Regions from separate parts of the Mus musculus genome. Here region 2 is linked to region 1. Evidence: chromatin contacts called from public promoter capture Hi-C data. All regions are on one chromosome and are shown on one strand. The core of a region is the stretch at or near the end of the contact, and the rest is flanking DNA. Distances in the headings are between cores, read along the strand shown.

The links. Promoter capture Hi-C pulls out the DNA fragments that hold promoters and counts their contacts.
Region 2: a contact with region 1 is called in a promoter capture Hi-C map of macrophages, with 9 read pairs. The contact joins the promoter of Cyp4f18 here to the promoter of Zfp617 in region 1. A contact is called at or near these places in 10 of 39 promoter capture datasets (the SN4741 cell line, cranial neural crest, embryonic stem cells and 6 more), 1 of 15 datasets of contacts at CTCF or cohesin (CD8 T cells), 16 of 484 Hi-C or Micro-C datasets (B cells, CD4 T cells, the HPC-5 cell line and 12 more), 7 of 115 datasets of contacts at active chromatin or transcription factors (the 230-238 cell line, CD8 T cells, bone marrow-derived macrophages and 2 more) and 5 of 9 other capture datasets (adipose tissue, embryonic stem cells, liver and 2 more).

The regions. Positions count from the first base shown.
Region 1 is chr8:71,920,317-71,925,273 of GRCm38.p6, forward strand. It overlaps Zfp617 (zinc finger protein 617), which reads left to right and starts at 2,509. Exons shown (of 4, transcript NM_133358.3): 1 at 2,509-2,656. The coding sequence starts at 2,654.
Region 2 is chr8:72,007,010-72,011,966 of GRCm38.p6, forward strand. Cyp4f18 (cytochrome P450, family 4, subfamily f, polypeptide 18) reads right to left here and starts at 2,617. Exons shown (of 13, transcript NM_024444.2): 1 at 2,570-2,617; 2 at 2,035-2,233. The coding sequence starts at 2,232. It overlaps Gm51535 (a long non-coding RNA gene), which reads left to right. Exons shown (of 3, transcript XR_003947403.1): 1 at 1-1,642; 2 at 2,675-2,769; 3 at 2,999-4,957.

The sequences.
Region 1 (4,957 bases), core at 1,259-3,758:
TGCTCTCTTATAGAACCCAAGACTACCAGCCCAGAGATGGTCCCACCCACAAGGGGCCTTTCCCCCTTGATCACTAATTGAGAAAATGCCTTACAGTTGGGTCTCATGGAGACATCTCCTCAACTGAAGCTCCTTTCTCTGTGATAACTCCAGCTGTGTCAAGTTGACACAAAACTAGCCAGTACAATTGACCCCTTGTCAACTTGACACACAAATACATCACTAGTAAGCCTCAACCCTTACATTCTTACTCATCCCCAAGGTCTAAATAACTTTAAAAGTCCCACAGTCTTTACATATTCTTAAATTTTCAATCTCTTTAAAATATCCATCTCTTTTAAAATCCAAAGTCTTTTTACAATTAAAAGTCTCGTAACTGTGGACTCCACTAAAACAGTTTCTTCCTTCAAGAGGGAAAATATCAGAGCACAGTCACAATCAAAAGCAAAAATCAATCTCCAACCCTCCAATGTCTGGGATTCAACTCACCATCTTCTGGGCTCCTCCAAGGACTTGGGTCACTTCTCCAGCCATGCCCTTTGTAGCACACGCGTCGTCCTCTAGGCTCCAGATGCCTGTACTCCACTGCTGCTGCTGCTCTTGGTGGTCATCTCATGGTACTGGCATCTCCAAAACACTGCGTTCTGAAATGGTTACTCCCTGAATGAAAATTTTTGACATGAAGGCTGTTTGGTATGGTTGAAGAGGTTCATTGTAGACAGGAGAAACAATACAGCCAAAGAAATCTAGAAGCGTCCAGACTGAACCGGACCATGAGAGGAGAGGTTGCCGAAAGCAGGGGAGGAGAGAATGGGGAAAGAGGACCAAGAGAGATCCAGGAAATAAAAGATAACAGGATCAGAGGCTGGGGGAAAGGAAGCCCAGCCTCAGGCAGTGGAGGTTTAGGGTAGGGAGTAAGGTGAGAAGTGCTGGGAGAGTTGACCAGAGGCTGCTTTATCTATTAATAGGCACCTCAGCCATTTGTCCAGGGATTCTGTGAGATCCAACAGCCCTCAAGGTGGGCCAAAGTGGCTGGTTTTTACCAGCCTGCTCCTTTAGGCCCAATCTCGTAACTTTTATGCAGCCCTCACTTGGACAGAGTTAAGCAGTGTGTTGTGCTGTGACAGTTCTCAATAGTACCTGGCTCGTCCTTGCTCCCGTTCAGGTACACTATGCTGAAACATATCAAGTGATATGAAAGTTCCTGCCCCCTAAAAGGTAATTTTTTAAAAAATCAGACCTTTTTATTTGTTCTGGGGAGTAGTCTGAGACACCTTAGGAAGATAGATAGCTCTGGGATTTGGTCCAGACAATGAAAGCTGTATCTCAGGCTCTTCTGCTCTCCCCTCCCCTTCTCAAGGTTAGTCTGTCCACCTCTGCCTGCCCCTCATCTCCTCTACCTCCTTCCCCACATCACCTCCTCCCAGACCCGCCTGCCAGGCTTCGAATGGAAGCCTGCCCCTTCTTTTTTTTTTTTTTTTTTTTTCTCGAGACAAGGTTTCCCTGTATAGCTCTGGCTGTCCTGGAACTCACTTTGTAGACCAGTCTGGCCTCGAACTCAGAAATCTGCCTGCCTCTGCCTCCCAAGTGCTGGAATTAAAGGCGTGCACCACCACGCCTGGCCCCCTGCCCCTTCTTTTAAGGCCTTTTTTGTTGGTTGGTTGGTTGGTTGGTTGGTTTTTTGTTGTTGTTGTTGTTGTTGGTTTTTTCGAGACGGGGTTTCTCTGTATAGCCCTGGCTGTCCTGGAACTCACTTTGTAGACCAGGCTGGCCTCGAACTTAGAAATCCGCCTGCCTCTGCCCCCCCCCCCCGAGTTCTGGGACTAAAGGTGTGCACCACCACACCCGGCTTAAGGCCCTATTTTTAGAGCTGCATAAATTGTACTGTTTCTGTCTAATGTCACTTCCACCTACAGGGCTGAGCATGGCTTGAGGCACTTTATAATAAACCTCATTTCTAAAAAGAATGTCCTTTGTGGAAGAGCTGCTGAAGCTTTTTTTTAATTGCTGGAAAGTACAGTTTTTTTAATGTTGTCATTAGCGTGTATTAATTACACGAAAAGTTTCAATATAACATTTTCATTCATGTATCTTGTTTATATTCATACACACACAGACCTTTACCTGCTCTTGTCCCTCTCGAATTCTTTCATCTTTTATGTCTTTGTGTGTCCCAATGAATCTCATTAGTGTTGTTGACAGGAGAGGGAGTGGTTGTGTCAGTAAGAGGGAGAATAAATTTATTCTGTCACTTAGGCTTCGGAGACTGGATCTGTGGGCCCAGCAATAAGGGCCAAAGGAGCGGCAGGTAGGGTGCCGAGAGGCAGCGCCTTGTCCGCCATCTCCCTTCCGGGCGGTTCTCAGTAACCAACTGTGGGAGTCCCGGACGGTTTAGCGTCCTTGGCTGTATGACGCCATACCCTAGGAAAGGTCGGGAGGTCCGCCGGAAACTCCCGGTACAGACACCAGTGTGTGAGCTGGCCAATCAGCAGCGCCGGCGGGAGGAGCGGAAGTTCCTCACCCGCCATCTTTCTTGCTGGCGCTTCCCTCCTCACAGCTCTCAGCTGAGGAAGTCCAAGTTGCTGAGCCTCCGCGGCCGTGTGAGTGCCTGTTCCGGAGCCTCTGTGGAGCCGCGGCAGGCCTGGGCACAGACATGGTGAGCCAGGCGAGTGGCGGGGCTGTGCGCGGCGCCCTTGGTCCCGGGCGGCGGGATCCCGGTGCTGCGCCGGGGGACGAAGGGCGGCTGCGCACTGTCGCCTGCGGCTCCAGAAAAGCTGCTTTTCCCCTTAGGGAAAGTCAGTCGAAAGCGGGATTCCGAGGCTGGATGATGTGGAGCCGAGCTGGAAGTTTAGGAGACAATTCTTGCGAGTGAGAATTTACGCCCCGCCATGCACGGAGGCCAGGGGAGGTCACCCGGTGTCCTGCTTTGTCACGGCCCGCCTTATTCCTGTGAGACAGGGTTTCTTACTGAACCTGTGGCTAGGCTGCCTGCTAGCAAGCTCCAGCGATCCTCCGGGCTCTGTCCCCATGCCTGGCATTTACTTGGGTGTTTTTTATTTGAACTCGGGTTCTCACCCTTGCTCAGCGAGCACTCTTACACACCGAGTTATCTCTCCAGGCCCGAGAAACATGTCTAATATAGATCTTAAGCGCAGAGATTAATGGAAGTGAACCTGGGAAAACTGAGACATACCGAGATGTGAGGGAACTTCTCAGGGGACAGTCACAGTTCTTTTCCATGGGTACATGCGGCTCCCGCATTTAGGATTGTAATATCCTCTTGGTAGATTATCCCTTTATAGAGTATGACGAGACTATCTTTATCCCTTCTGACTTAAGGTCGGAGGAAGAACTTTTCAATTTTCGTCATCTCTGTGAGTATGGTACTTGAGGGTTTTCAAGTTTATCTTTTACTCTTGGGTTAAATACTGCTCTTACCTCTGCTCCTTTTTCCAGTAATAAAAGTTTTTTTGGAAACGACTGGACTTTAAGTCGTGGTCAAGTTCAAATCATAGTGAATTGCAAACGTATCGGTTTCTTTGTTTTGGATTTTTTTTGTTGTTTTGCTTTGTTGTTTGTTTGTTTTTGTTTTGTTTGAGACTAGATCTTACATATCCTAGGCTGTTGATAAACTTAGTTTACAGCCAAGCTTGACTTTGAGTTTCTGATAGTCTTATGACTACCTTCCAAGTGCTGGGATTCTATGAGCACATCACTAGCTCCTGGTTTTGCAGCTCTGAAATTTAAACCCAGGGCCTCATGCATTCTAGACAAGTATCTACCGTATACCAACTGAGCTACAGTCTCAACTCTATATCAAATTTTATTCCTGAGTAACTTTTCTGTGATCAGCACTTAATATTATTTAATTGACTGAACTTTGTCCTCATGGTATATAGTGGGATCCACTTAGTATTTATTTGACTATTAATTATCAAGTGGCTATGTCTTTCTTTACATGTGGTTTAAATGTTTTAGTAATTTTTCCATCTTTACTGATGTGATGGTTTAGTTTATACTGAGCACACTCATCTTTCTCGATTCTTGTATTGCAGATATTTTCCTTCTATTTTATTGTCTTTGCACCCCATTAATTGATATTTTTCAATTTGTCAAGACATTTAATTACTTCTTTCCTCCTTTCAAATAAAGAATTTTACATTAAAATTGTATAAATCATAGGGCTCGCTCCCTCCCTCCCTCTTTTCATAGGCACTACAGGAACCCAAACCAGATGTGCATAACTAGTCAGGTATAAAACCAAGCTCCCCTTACAAACACACTAGAATAAGAACTTCCCTGAGGGATAGGAAACAGTTATGTTCTCAGGGAAATTGAAGATCCTGGATGCTTCCAGTTGAAAGAGTTGAAAACCTGCCCATTGTGGTGGCATATGCTTTTTTAGTCCCAGCTCTGCAGGCAGAAACAGGCAGATCTCTGTCATTTGCAGACTTGCCCTGTCTATGTAGCGTTCCAGGCCAAGACTACATAGTAAGGTTGCTTCTGAAAAGAGAGAATAAGGGTTGAACACTGGGAGCTGAGTGCAGGATGACTTATATAGCTGTCCTCTGTGTGGGCTGTGACTACCCAGGACAGGGGAATGTTGATACAACAATCTGTCTTGATGCTACTGCTTGTCCATACCTCAGTAATAAACAGAATAAAAGTCATTCATATGACAACGGGGAAGATAGAGTGAAGGTGGTAATCTGAAGTAGGCAACAGTCCTGCTCTGGTTTGGTGTGATTGTCCATATACTTGCTCTTTAATTTACTGAACTCCCACATTGGTCCCTTCTAGTAATTTTTTTTTTTGTACCAGAAAAGTAAACATTTGGAGTCAAACTCACTTTTTCTTTTCTTTTTCTATTTTTCACATATGTAAATATATGCTTGCTTGAGAAAGCCCACTTTTACACCCTCTTCATTAAAGCGGGTCTTTAAGTAAGGGCTCACTG
Region 2 (4,957 bases), core at 1,367-3,866, 87 kb after region 1:
GCACTCTCTAACCTGCGAGCTGCCCACAATCATGCAGGGAGGTCCTGTGTCACCATCCTGCTTTTGGGTCCTCCCTGCTTCCATAACCCTCATCCATATCTGTCACTAACTCCAATAAACTCACCAATTCCCCAAGGTGGATGTTGGTAAGAATGATCACTTGAATCTCACCTATTTTCCTCATCTGGACTTAGCAGACTGTGTGGTGTCTCCCAGGAAAAAGTCTCTCACAATACTCAGACCACTTGCTGTGGACTTGTTTCCTTCAGCTTGGAACACTCCCTCTTTCAGAAGGGAAGGTCACAAGACTCAGGAAGCCTACTAAATTAATAAGACTAACAAGCACACTCCCTAAGGGATATCATTAGTAAACAGTTGCAGGATTGGGGGAAGGAGAACACTCTTTGGTGGAGCTGCCTGCATGTTGAGTAGGAAGCTATAGGGATATATTGCTTTCATGAGTTGTCACCCCATGCTGGGGTTGACTTTTTAGTGGTGCAACTGCCTGAATCACCTCCTGTGTGGAACCCCAACAAACACCATAGCTCATCAAGAAAGATTGAGTGAAGTTGTTTCATTACCCTGTCCTGGGTGCCTTATCCCAGATGTGTCTCCCCAAGAAAAGTCACTCGACACCGTGATGTGCACCTTGACTTTGGAATGTGGATTTTCTCATCCTGGGAGCAGTCCCAGCATTCGTGTCTATTTTTATATGGCATTTTCCCCTCTAAGCCTAAAGTGGTGTCATTTTCAACTTCTCCTGGTAGTCATGGCAACTATAGCTGCCCATAAGAGTAGTAGCCAAATCAAAGGGGATGCTGTCAGAGCTGTCAGAACTCCTGAAGGAAGGTCCGGAGATCTTCTCCTGGGACTCCAGCTATGACTCTCTACCCCAGTAAAATATGATCTTGGGATATACTTCAGTATATACGAAAAGAGGTTTTAAATCAGGACTTCGTGGTGCAGCTTCCATAAGGCTATCACCCATGATGGGTGGGACCTTACAATGATACAGCCATTTGAGGTTACCCATGATCCCATTAATAGCCCCTCACCTGTTCTCTGAAAAAAAATAAAAACTCTTAAGAAGCCCATAGTTCTCAGCAAGCTGAACACGGATGGACATGCTGTTTTGGTGCCCACCTGGGATAAATAGACTTGTTCACATCTCCCAGGAGAGTTAACAAGACACCATGTGGTCTCTGGTTCTTCCTGTGAGGGAGGACAACCACATCTGCGGAACTTGGCCTTGGCAGACCCCAAGGCAGCAAAGGTGACCTCTAAGTCTCCATCAGGGTGACCACTCTCACTTGTCCTCTGCTGACATCAGGCTCTGGCAGAATCTCTATGGCCCTCTGTACACCTGGCACTGTGCCACTTAAAAGAAAGCAAATGTCTCCAAATCACACAGAGGGAAAACCAGATGGAAGTCTATGCTCAAAGTGTGCTGTGGAGGATGGGTTCTGAGAAGGCTTCCAAAAGAGGAAGTGAGAGGCTAGATCATATCTAGATTGAGCAACATAACTCACTGGTACATCTCAGTGGAGAAGCCAGACATAAGAGGAAGACGCTGAAGAATGGGGAGTTAGGAAATCAGCCCTCAGAGCTCCCCTGGACCGTCTATGCCCCTGGGTGTGTCTGGGTAAGGATTGTAGGTCATTTCTGTGACCAGTGGGAAGCCAGAGATGAGCTGAAAACAAATGGTATAGTGGAGATTGGCTCTGGTCTCCCCTCAGGAGACCTCAAGTCTAGCACAACAGAACCTGGGAACACCAAGGTCCTTACTCTGTTGGAGTAAGCCTTGCTGGAAGCCCTGCAGCATGCCCACATCTGCAGAGAAAACAGGCTGGAGAAGTACTCAGAGAAGACTCCGTGTGGGAAAGGCTCAGGACAGTGCATCTGTAAATGATTGCACTTTGAATTCTGCTGTTCTAGTCCAGCACACCTCTGTGCCCAGCTCCCTGGGCTCTATTCAAGGCTCTTCACAATTCCTTTTACCCTGAAACCCCAGACCCACCTTATTACCACACTCACCAGGCCTAGGTGTCCCAAGATCCAGTTTCGTTTGGGAGGCTGTGGGAAACAGCGGAGGCGAAGAGAGTTCTCAAAAACACCATAAATCGGTGTAAGGATGTAAGCCAGAAGGCAGGAGGCCCCAGCCAGCAACAGCAACAGCCATGGAGAGGCTGCTGTGTGGCCCAGGCCCATCCAGGACATGCTCAGCTGTGACATCCTGCAGGGCAAATGCACACAGGATGAAATCCTGGGGCATGGAAGAGGGACAGTGTGGTCTAGGGCAAAGGACAGGGATAGGGAATTAGAGAGTTGGGGATAATGCCTGGGGAGGAAGGGAGACCCAGGGCAATCTATGGGAGGAGGCAAGGAGGGGAGAAGAGGGGAAGAAAGGGGAAGAGAAGGAGATAGAGAGAGAGGAAATGAAAGAGGATGGAGGAAAGGGGTTGATTAGAGTCTAAACCATGGACTATTAGCCAGAAATCAACATCTGCTTCTGACTTCCTGTCCTGCCCCAGCCTAGGACCTCTCAGCCCCAATGGCCCTAGTCTGGTACCTTCTCTCAGGAGCACTGTGTTTCCCAGGTCTGTCTCTCCCCTTCTCTGACTCCTGACCAGGGGCACCTAGAGAAGTCTAGGCTAGACCAGCCAATCCCTTGCAGGCCCAGCTGCCTCTCCCTGCCTGGATAGGTGGCCATCATGTGGGGGCGGAGCCAATTTGAAGCAGAGCAAGACTGCACTGTCAGAGTCACAAAGAGTGAGTACCAGGTCCTCGGGACTTCACACCCCTTGTGTAAGGACTTTGGAGGAAGCGGTGGATGGTTTCATGAAGATAAAATACCAAAAAGAGGGTGTGAGAAAACAGGCTGGTCACCACTGTGGGACTCTGCTCTTGGTAAGAGTGTGAGGAAAGTGCTGTAGCTCCTCTCCCTAAATTATGCCTCCTGTGCCCTGGCTAGTCTACATAAACTGTCTGCTTTCTTCAGGTGCCCAGGATCCTCACACAGCCTGTAAGCAGTCTGGACCAGAATCCCGAGTGTCAACAGAAGAACAAACTGAAACTCAGAGAGGGCAAGCATCTAAGCCAAGTTGCACAGCCCAAAACAATCTTAGGTTTGTCAGACCCTAAAGCCCAAAGCTTTTTCCCTCTACAATGTTGTCTCACCCTACTGAGAACAGTTCCCTCTCAAGAGAGGGGCATTGACAGTGCTGGGATCTCAAGGCATGAGGTGGTTCCATACCAGAAGCACCCTGAAACATTGTTAATGGCCATCTGTTTTTCCTCCTATACCCAGTATACTCTTCCCAGCAGACTGCCTATTCACTTCCTGGCCTCCTGAGATTGCTCTGTAGGTATTGAAGAGCTGGCTCCAAATACAGCTGCTGAGAAAGAAGATGAGTAAGAGATAACTCCCTCTACATCCTCAGTGCCTCCTCCAGCCAGACAGCCAGGATGTCAGGTGGCTAGAGCCCTCAATAGAGTCACAGTGTCCTATGCCTGTCATCCAAACACTTGAGAGGCTGAGAAAAGAATGTAGTTCAAGGCCCACTTGGGCTACAGTGAAAGCCTCCACCATCATTCCAACTCTCTTCTGGCCTCCTTGAGTACCCACACTCACATGTACATATCCACACAAAGACACGAACATACATACACACAATTTAAAATAAAAATCATGGTGATTCATATCTTAGTCACTGTTCTATTGCTGTGAAGAGACACCATGGCCAAGACAATTCTTAGAAAAGAAATCATTTAATTGGGGCTGGCTTACAGTTTCAGAGGTTCAGTCCATTGTCATCATGGTGGAAACATGGCAGCACACATAGCAGTGGAGCAATAGCTGAGAGCTTTACATCCTGGCCCACAGATAGGCAAGCAGAGAGAGAATGGACCTAGCATGGGCTTTTGAAACCTCAAAGCCTCCGTGACAGACTTCCTCCAACAAGGACAAACTCCCTAATGATGACAATACTTTCAAACAGTTCCACTTCTGGGGGTCTGTGATGGCTATTTCTGGTTGTCAACTTGACTATATCTGGAACTACAATCCAGAAATGGAGGGTACATCTATGATCCAAATCTTGAGACATAGTGGCCATGAAAAGTGTAGGCCCAGGCAAAGTGGCACATGCCTTTAAACCCAGGAGACAGAGGCAAGCAGATCTCTGAGTTCAAGGCCATTCTGGGACAGAGCAAGTCCCAAGTAAAGAACAGCTTAGGTCCAGGCATCGTGGTACACACCTTTAATCTGAGACATACCTTCTTCAGGAGGCCTGCATAAGGACAATGGGAAAAAGTAAGGGTTCCTTTTTCTTTGCCTGCCTGCACTTACTTGCCAGCGCATCTGCTGGAACCTACTTCTTCAGGAGTCCAGCCTATACAGAAGACCGGCCTACACACATAGCCTTGTGGGACTGAGCAACTACTAGACTCTTGGACTTCCCATTCACAGTTGCCCATTGTTGGGGTTGTTGTATTATGCCAGGAAATGTTCGTGAACCCCCAAAAGACCACCAAGGAGCCATATCCAATGCAATCGCGTTAGGATTTCTTTATTAAAGTTTGAGCTTGGGCCATACCACTGTCTCTGATGCAGGAGAATGGGAGGAAAACCTCTATCCCAGTTTCAGGCAAGCATTTATAGAGGCAAGAAAGGGGTACACATCTGATGAGGAGACAATTATGGCCTTTAAAACAATTGGCTGCTATTGGGAACCAAACCATACATTTTGTTTTCCTCCTGAGTGGTAATTGTTAGGAAGTGAAATGAACCTCCAGTTGTAATCTGGAGGTGTATATTTGTTGGGGGTAACCTGGAAACTGGTGCTAGGTGCCAGCTTGTTAGTTAACTTAAGTTCAACCTTAGGTCAGGTTCTCTAAGATGGAGTCTAAACCCAAAAGATTTGGTCTCTCACTCCCTCCTTTCTCTAGTAACAAGAAG